Regions from separate parts of the Ovis aries genome. Here region 1 is linked to region 2. A link is a contact called in public Hi-C data. All regions are on one chromosome and are shown on one strand. Each heading gives the region's core, a stretch centred on a gene start, on an enhancer-like site or on the middle of the called end of the contact. The rest is flanking DNA. Distances are from core to core; before and after follow the strand shown. Region 1 overlaps FRY (FRY microtubule binding protein). Region 2 holds the start of PDS5B (PDS5 cohesin associated factor B).

Region 1 (4,543 bases), core at 156-2,655, 280 kb after region 2:
ACATCCTGAATGCCATGTGACCCCACCCAAAAAATTGGAACTTAATAAAAATGAAAATACAACATATCAACTTAAAAAAATTATTAAAGAAAAAAAGCAGTGTGGCTTGGGGGAATGACCATAAGGGCAGATTCCATAAATCTCGGTCATTCACTGGTTTGGCTACAGTTCAGGAAACAAGGTTGCAGATACCAGACAGGACGTGGCAGCAGTCAGATAAAGAATGAGTGAAGGTCATGGTTTAAAATGTTTAAGATCATTCCATTTAAAAATTGTCTTTTCTGTGGAATCGTTTTTATATAACTGAGGCTAGCTTCTATTTTTAAAAGCTGCCAAGTGAGAGCCCCTGTGAATGTGTTCTTAAAAAGAGAATAAACAGAACCTCATTAGGCCTTAGAAGCTTTCATTTGACATAAATGTAAGCCTCCCCTTCTCTAGGCGGCTAGTTTTGAACTTTGCCACTGTGTATTCATGCTAAAGTTTATGGAAACAGTTAACATACCTCTGAAATATCAAAGTGGAAGTCTAGGGTTTTTCCAGGTAATTCCTTGGATGAGCTCGTCCACACTCGATGTATTTCTATCTTTGAGAGGTCACTGTGTTGGTAGGAAGGCAAAACTAGGCTGGCAGATCGAGAAACCACCAGCTTCAAAATATTCAAAGCTTCTCTCCAGTGAATGCTCTGAAGGAAATGAAACAGTCAGTCAATACTTAAAAAATTATTTCATTAAAAAAAACTAACATGCTCCTAGCTACTAACACTCCTCATGACCTGTCAGAACTCACTAATTTAAAACAGTACAGGAAATTCTTTAGTAAGTAAAAGGCAAATGACATAAAAAAGATAATTTATCTGTAAGAGGAGCTACATTTAGGAAATAAGCAAATAAAAAAACCCAGTTTTGTCCACATTTAAATAAACAGAAGGCTAAAATAACAAGGTACCGCTTTTGCTAATGAGGTACTTCCTTAATTTGAAAAGCAAAATAAAACAAAAAATCTCCACCCTTCATTGCAGATATGCTACTGTCTCCTCACTCCTCAAGATTCTCCCTGCCTCCAGTTTCCACCCACGCTCCCTGCTTCTCTGGCTCTTTCTGTTCCATTTGCTTCCTGGGCATCTGACCTCTGCCCTCAGCCTTCTCATGACCTAACCCGGGAGTCTGGGAACCATTCTTCACCCCCTCTTCCCTCCCTCCTGAGAATCTGACCCCTACCCCTGCCCACCTCCATTCCTGTTGGCACGGACTCAGCTGAATCCTCCCTGGACTATTTCAGTGGTTTCTTAACTGGTTTCCCCACTTGCAGCCTCTCCTTGGGTCCATCAAACCCATTCCAGCTACAGTGATCTTTCCAGAATCTTCAGCTCAAGCCACTTCCCTGCTTAAACATCTTCAGGAGCTCCCCCTGGTGGACAAGGAGGAGTCCACACTCTTTGAGCAAGCCCTACATGGGTAATCTGCCCTGGAATTCGCCAGAGCGGCCGATGTCACTAACCTCTGCGCTTTTCCTCATGCTATTCGCTCATCCTGGAATGCCCTTCCTCTCCTTGCTTATCAAAGTCCTACTCTTCTCTAAGTCTCACTGTGTTTCACCATCTTTGTGTCTCTGACGACTCCCAGGCAGACCGAGACACTTCTCCCATAAAACTACTGCACACGGATAATCAGCCTGATAAACGTTATTATTTGCCTAGGACTTGGAATAAAGCACATGAAGTAAAACGCATTCCCTTCATTGTCAAATTCTGCACAAGGGAGGTCATGGTTTGATATGAAATTAGCCACCATTCAAGATAAGATCTCAAGAACCAGGGATGATCCACAGGACTAAGAACAGGTAGTCTAACAAAACAATTTTTTTTTTTAACAAGGGGCAAGATGTGAACTGACCCTCTGTCTCTCGTGAGTGTCAAGTGAGAAAGCAATAACGAACACCTACCACATGGTACAACTGTTATTGGAGCAATGCCACGTGGAGAAAAAAAAAGCTTGAAAATCATTTTTAGCATTTGCAAATTCTGCAAGTAACGTGACTGGTGAAGTGAAGATTGGGAAAAAATGTTTAAGATTGTCAGGCTTAGTCAATGAGTTTAACCAGAGAAAACCGAGCATTTGTCCTTGAACTCTGAAACTCACCAAGTACACAGTATGTTTTGTTTTTTGGAGTATTTTCAAGTATAAGTATGCCGATTTCTTAGCCTTAGTTCCTTCGACCCTAAGTGACAATTTTCACCTCTGAATTAACCCTTCTCATCTAAAACACCTGATCTAGAACCAGGCACACACAAGTTGCTTCTTCCTTCTCCTTTGAAATAGAACCCTCAAACAAGACCCTGCCCCTGCCCCCCAAGCCGGGACATGCTTTCAGAGACGTGTCCTCTGAAGGCTCAGGAACGCACTGCGGCCTGGTCCTGTCTTTCTCCTCAGGAAGCCACTCAGGGTGGTGGTCAGCCACCATCTTGGCCGCTCTCAGTGTGTTATGGACATCGATAAATGAACACGTAGCCTGGCACCCATATAACTGTGGCCAAGTACAAGCTCCGTGCAAAAGCTGTCTTTCTGGAATGACTGTCTGGAAACATCCTGGTTCAATACTCACTTGCACGTATTTTTCAATGGTCTTCAGAACTTCCACGTTGAACTGCTTTACAGGAACGACAGAAAGGTCCATGTAGCTGAGCAGGCTGTAGATCACCTGCAGGAGGGGCTGCTGCATGCTGGGGAGGCCCTTCTCCAGAAGCTGTGGGGGCAACGCGCAGGGTGAGTCATCTGACACCAGATTTCCACACAGAAGCACCAAGGCCTCCTAGTACCTTTATGACTGCACATTTCCTTAGAAGGGAAAAGAAAATCCTAACTACTGAAGAGGTGGAGATGTTATCAAAGGCAATGCTGTAGGTCTGATATATAAACATAATATTCAGGGATTTCCCGGTGGTCCTGTGGTTAAGACTCTGTGCTTCCCCAGCAAGGGGCACAGGGTGTGATTCCTGCTCGAGAAACTAAGATCCCACAATGCCATGCAGCACAGCCTAATAAATAAGTAAATAAAAGCTCTTTTAAAAAGAAAAATGCTTATAAAAATTTTTTTAAAGACCTAAAAAAATTCACACAATGGAATACAAAATAAACCTCAAAAGGAAAGCATCAAACACCAACAGTGACTGAAAATTACAAATGAAAACAAAAGAGATACATTTATAAGTTATCAAATTGATGACAGAACCAGGGAGGATATAGGAAAGGGTAGAAATCATTGGTGGAAATGTTAACTTGGATAATCTGGCAATTGAGATCAAGATAACTAAAAGGGTTCATATCTTTTGAAATAATAATTACATTTTTAGGAACTTTTCCAAACCTAGAGACAGATACTAAGATTTAAGTATGAGATTTCACCAAGGCATTAGTTATAATGGTTAAAAAAAGAGAAAAATCCCACACAAAACAAGAAAGCTCTGTGAGCAATTTAAAAATCAAACACTAGGGACACGGATACATAAATTATGGTAATCCATATGATGAAATACTATGTATTCAATAGAATGTTTTTAAAGACAGTAAAAGATATTAGCTATATTAAGTGAAATAATAAAGAAGGAATATATAGTTTCTATATAATAAATGATGCTAACACTGATGTAAATGGGTGTGTGTTAGACAAATAACACAGTAAGGACACCCAACAAAATCTTACTAGTGTTTCTCTCTGGATAATTTAAATTATTTTGGATGATTTTTCTTTCTTTCTTTCTTTTTTTTTTTTTTACTGTTCTGTACCTTCTGAATTTTCTGCTACAAACACATACTGCTTTTATAATCAAGAAAGAAGTCAATGATATTTTCAAAAAGGAAAGGAAAATAATAAGCAAATTGCTGTAACAGACATAATGAAAAAAGTTACTGTTCAAAACTAAAAGATAATAGAAGTGATTCAGAGAAATGCTGAGATTCCACATCGAAAGTGGCCAAAAGGACTGATCCGTTAACAAATCTATTGTGTGGAAAAATGAGCATCTTCAAAAATATATGCTTTGTTAATGAGTTCAGAGCATACAACCATTAAACATAGTTAAGTCCTTAAATAAGATTGAACACCAGAATAATTTGAAGAAAATCTTCCTGTCTCTGGCATGTGCTGACAGGTACCAGGGTAGTAAAAAGGAGTTTACGCTTTGGAGGCAGCTATATATCATTTCAAAGGCTGCTGTGACACCTTACACTTGTAGATTACTAAACCCGCTGATTCTCAGGTTCTCTGTTGTAATCACTGAGTTATTGTGAGCATCAGTTGTTTTAACTGATTCTATACAGCATCTATGATAATACATAGTAAGTGAATACATGATGAATAAATGAGGTTAAGGCTCTTATCAGTTTCACATACATAGTTTACCCATGGTGGTGGTGATGGCTTAGTCACTAAGTTTTGTCTGATTCTGGTCAGCCTGCCAGGTTCCTCTGTCCACTGGATTTTTCAGGCAATAATATTGGAGTGGATTGCCATTTCCTTCTCCAGGGGATCATCCCGACCCAGGAAT
Region 2 (4,453 bases), core at 1,704-4,203:
AACACTAACAAAGAAAATACAAATTTATTCTTTTTTAATACAAATTACACACAGTACTTGTCATCCAAGTTAAACCACCGTGAGCTCTCCTGTTAGTTCTAGGCACCCATGATTAAAAAAAAAAAAAAAGTAGCACTGAGAAAGACAGAGGACAATCCTAATTTTCAAGAAAAAGCAGCAGAAAGAACACAATCTCCCAAAATATTCCCCTCTGCACAAAGTTTTGCCCTCTTCACCGGAGCAAGCCCTAACTATTACAGAGGATCACTTTATTTTAGGCTTAACAAATTATTGACAAAGCCTGGTCCTCAAAATGTAACTCTCTGTAACAGAGATGAAAAATAATTTTAAAATAAATTAAAAATTTAAACTTTTAATCAACAGCCAATTCAGTAGAATTGCTTGTCAAATAACCTTAGTAAAAAAACATTCCACGACAATAGGAATCACTATCAACATCACATTACCTCTAATTCTTGGGGGGAGGAAAAAAAGGCATAACCAGACAAGAATGAAAGTGACAGCTGCTGTAAAAAATAAAGTTAATACAAACAGAATCAACCTCAACAAAAAAGGAGAAAATACGAAAGGGCAACAACAACAAAAAAGAAAGGGCACAAAAGTTATTTACGAAAAAATAAAAGGCAATACAAACACTAGGGCTTCCCTGGTGGCTCAAGTGATAAAGAATCTGCAAACACTAACTTGTCATTTAAAATACTTGTGTAAGTAAAACCCTGAGGATAGTTTTTTTAATGATCAGAAAAGGCCCCCCCCCAAAAAAAAACTACTCCAGTAATCAAAGAATGTCTAAAGTGCACTCTTTCACATACATTTGTAAATTTATTTTGAAACAATAATGCTCTATTTTAAGGGGATATTTTTTAGTTAAGTTTGTCAGAATAAATCTTCCTCAACATAGAAAGTACCATGTTGAAACTTTCATCTATAAATCACTATAAATTTTAACTAAGTTTTCTGCTATCACCAGACAATACCAAATTAATTGTTCCACAAACTGACCTGCATACATTTTATTGTCCCTAAAACTGCTAACATCTCTGACATACGGACAGCCTAAAGTAAGTGTCCTTTCTAGCCCCCTTTTTTTCACTTAATACCATTTTTATGTTTTTAACCATTTTATTTGACTACTACATATGTGAGTAGGATCCTCTGGAGAAGGATTTTCTTTTTCCAGTACTCTTGCCTGGAAAATCCCATGGGCAGAGGCTCCTAGAGTCCATGGGGTCGCAAAGAGTCGGACACGTCTGAGCGACTTCACTCACTCATACGTGAGTACGGAAAATGCTCTATCTTGAAACTTCACTTACATGTGTCGAGAACATGATTACACTGCCATTCAAATTTTAAATAATTATGATTTATTTACAGCTCGTCTCATATATAAACACACTTGAATTGTTAAAGGTTATTAGGAAGACAGCAGAAGACCCCAACTCACTCAAGACCGCAGACCCACCTTCTAAATTGAAGGCTACATCCAACGTTTCCGAAATGGTTTACTAAGCAGGGTTTATAGGGTGGTTCAGGACAGAACTGCCCATCCATCATTCCATAACAGAAGTGTGATAAGAGCATTCAAGGCACGTTCTCCAAAATGAGATAAAGGGTTCCCTTTTGGGGTTGGCTAAGATGCCTAAAACGTGTGTTAACTGGTTAGGGACCTGCTCTTCCAAACCCTACCCCGAGTTTACACCGGCCACAAATGGAACGCAGGAAGAGGTAACTCTGAAGACGAGGAGGTGCCGGGATTCAGGATTCAGATTCATTTGCCTCGAATAACTGGACCGCTGCTGAGCGCAGCTTTAACGCATATACCAAAAGGCAGCCAACAGCTAGAGAACCACACACCAAATCCTCCCGATCAGAAACTTTTCAGGTTGTCACCCAGACAAGAGACCGCACGAACGTCAACTCCTACAGCCGCACACGGCTGGCACGGGTCGTTCCGACTCGGAGGCTTCCTAAAGGAAACCCACCCCCGGGTGGGACTCCTTCTCAAACCGGGTCCTCGGGTGCCCCCTGCACCAGCTGCGGGAGGCGCGGCAAGCGCGCTTTATACCTCCAGACGCCGGCAAGTAACTGTACGAAAATGTCACTCGGTCGGCCCACGGTCGCCGCCCGGAGCAGAGGAGCTGCGCGGCGCGGGGGACCCAGCGGCGGGGTAGAGGGCGCCGAGGCCGGCACAGCGCTCGGGGTCCAGCCGGGACCCGCGCTCCCCGCCCCTCTCCCGGAAGGGGGGGATGGAAAACCCGCCCGCCCGAGGAGGATTCAACAGGAGCGCCGCGCCGCCCGCCTGCCGCCCGGGAAACAGCCGCCCGCCCGCCGGCCGGCCGGCCGGGCGCGGGGGGGAGGGGAGGGGAGGCGGCGGGGCGCGGGCTGCCGGCGCGGACCCCCGGCCGCGCGCAAGGTCACCGCCCCGCCGCCCTCGCCGCCGCGGGCGCCCCGGCCCGGCCAGGGCGGCAAGTTTAATTTCCAGTCGGCGGCGGCTGGAGCCCGCGGCGTGGAGGGAGCGCGCCCGCCCCGGGGCCCTCCCCACCCCCACCGGGCAGCCCCGGCCCACGCCCCCGGCCCGCGCCCCGCTCCTCCCGGCGCCGCCGCCGCCGCCGCCGCGCAGCCGGCGGCTGCAGCCCCCGATGCCGAGAGGCGAGTCGCGGCTGCCAGGCGGGCGCCGCTTTGAGCCCCGCCAAGACACAGCCGCGGCGGCGGGCGCTGAAAAAAATGGAGCGCGGCGACCGGAGAACAGAGAGGTTTTCTCTCCCCGTTAACTGAATTGTTTCCTACCTCCGGGTGCCCGACTCGCTACTCCTCTCACTCCGCCGCTCTCCGGGATCCGCCGCCGCCGCCGCCGCATCCAATCGCCTCCTCCCCCCCTCCCCTTCCGCAGCCAGCCCGGCCGTTCCTCCTCCTCTCCGCTTCAAAATGGCGCCAAGCGCTCTTCGGCGGCTGCTCCAATCGAACCGCCGCGGACAGCACCCGGGGGCAGGCAGAGCGCCGCGTTGGTGCGCAGCGCCCCCTACCGACCGGACGGCCCCACGCGCGCGCGCGCGCCCGCCGGCCCGCCCGTCTCCCTTGCGCCCCGCCCCGCCCGGAGCGCGTCCCCGCCGCCGCTCCGCCCCGCCCAGCTCGTCGCGCGCGCACGCAGCCACACGGGCACGCCGCCGCTGCAAGACCCGCAACTGTCAATGCTTTCTCGGCCTCTTAAGGCTTTCTTGACTTTTCCCGAAAACCACACAAATTGTTATATATTTCTAGCTTTATGGATAAAAGTTGGAAATTTTTCAAAACAGTGAAATTCAGTACGAATGTTGTGTTAAGTAAATAAAATTGGTGTTGACTACTTTGCTCCTTTACGTTTGAGATGACGTAGTCATCTCAAAATGTCATAAAATAGCTTTTTTCTCCACTATGTATGTTATGTCTTTAATTAACCCCACAGCTTCCCCATTTTCAGGTATTGTTTAGGAAGCGGGAGGATGGAGGAACATAGTAATTACATCTGTAACAAAGCACTCCATTCATTCGTCCTATGACAATTGTTATTGGAGAAATAATCTGAAGATCACCGGACGCCTTCCAGAAGCTGGGTTTCTAACCCCCTTCACCTCCAGAAGGTGCCGTTCCTCCCACCTTCAGCTGTAAGGTGGTATGTTAAAGTTGATCTGTCGATTACTATTAGGATGGAGAGAGGAAAAAATAACTTTAAAGGCCTCAATGAAGCATAATTGCTAACGAAACTGTTTTATGGAACAGCCAATCGATTAAAGAAATTAGTAATATAAACTTTCATTTAAAGCAATGCTTTGGGAAAATTTGAAAAGTTGGTGTTAAAAGAAAAATAAATTTCTGTGGTAAGGGCTTTTAAAAAAAAACAACCAAATATGGCAGCAGGGTATAAATGGGAAATCTCTGTGCCTTCCTCTCAATATGCTGTACACTTACAGCTAATCTAATAAAAATAGAGTCCAAAAAATAACCAAGTTATAATTTATCAGGAGCAATATAAATGAAAGCGGCATCTGTTGGCCCATGCTTCCATCAGCTTTCCACTAACATTCCACTAAAAGATTATTTTCCTTTCCGTAGGGATTGGCAGATAAAAGAGACAAGGAGGAGAAAGGCAGTGTGATTTCCACACAGGGAGAAGAGCTAGAAGGGAAAGGATGCCACAAAGGGAAATAAGGTTAAGTGTTCCAAGATGACTTTGCCTACAATACAGCTCAATGCCAAAGCCACCAAACGTAAGCCAAGTCAGTTTCCTGCTGACTTTCTTTTTAAACACTGTCTTAGAGGTCTCATCTTGTTAAGCTCATTTGGTTAAGTCTTGAAGCATCTTTTACCTACCTAGTAACCAATGGTACTCCTGATCTCTGATACAGACATTATACTGGAAGTCTTAACTTCTTTTATTCTGAAGAAATCTCTGGGA

The links. Hi-C and Micro-C count contacts between places; a contact is called where the count stands out from the background.
Region 1: a contact with region 2 is called in a Hi-C map of liver, with 4 times the contacts expected there. The contact joins the enhancer-like site here to the promoter of PDS5B in region 2. A contact is called at or near these places in 8 of 16 Hi-C or Micro-C datasets (blood, hypothalamus, liver and 4 more).

What each region holds. Positions count from the first base shown.
Region 1 is chr10:29,067,561-29,072,103 of ARS-UI_Ramb_v3.0, forward strand. It overlaps FRY (FRY microtubule binding protein), which reads right to left. Exons shown (of 64, transcript XM_042254804.2): 49 at 2,602-2,742; 50 at 503-682. Among named protein-coding and RNA genes, the nearest start is that of ZAR1L, 100 kb to the left of the region's middle. Within about 2 kb of position 1,406, at least 7 of the 54 cell types and tissues checked have an H3K27ac peak or open chromatin away from gene starts, as enhancers often do. A contact at or near this core is called in liver, where this site is marked.
Region 2 is chr10:28,787,870-28,792,322 of ARS-UI_Ramb_v3.0, forward strand. PDS5B (PDS5 cohesin associated factor B) reads right to left here and starts at 2,954. Exons shown (of 34, transcript XM_027973013.3): 1 at 2,809-2,954.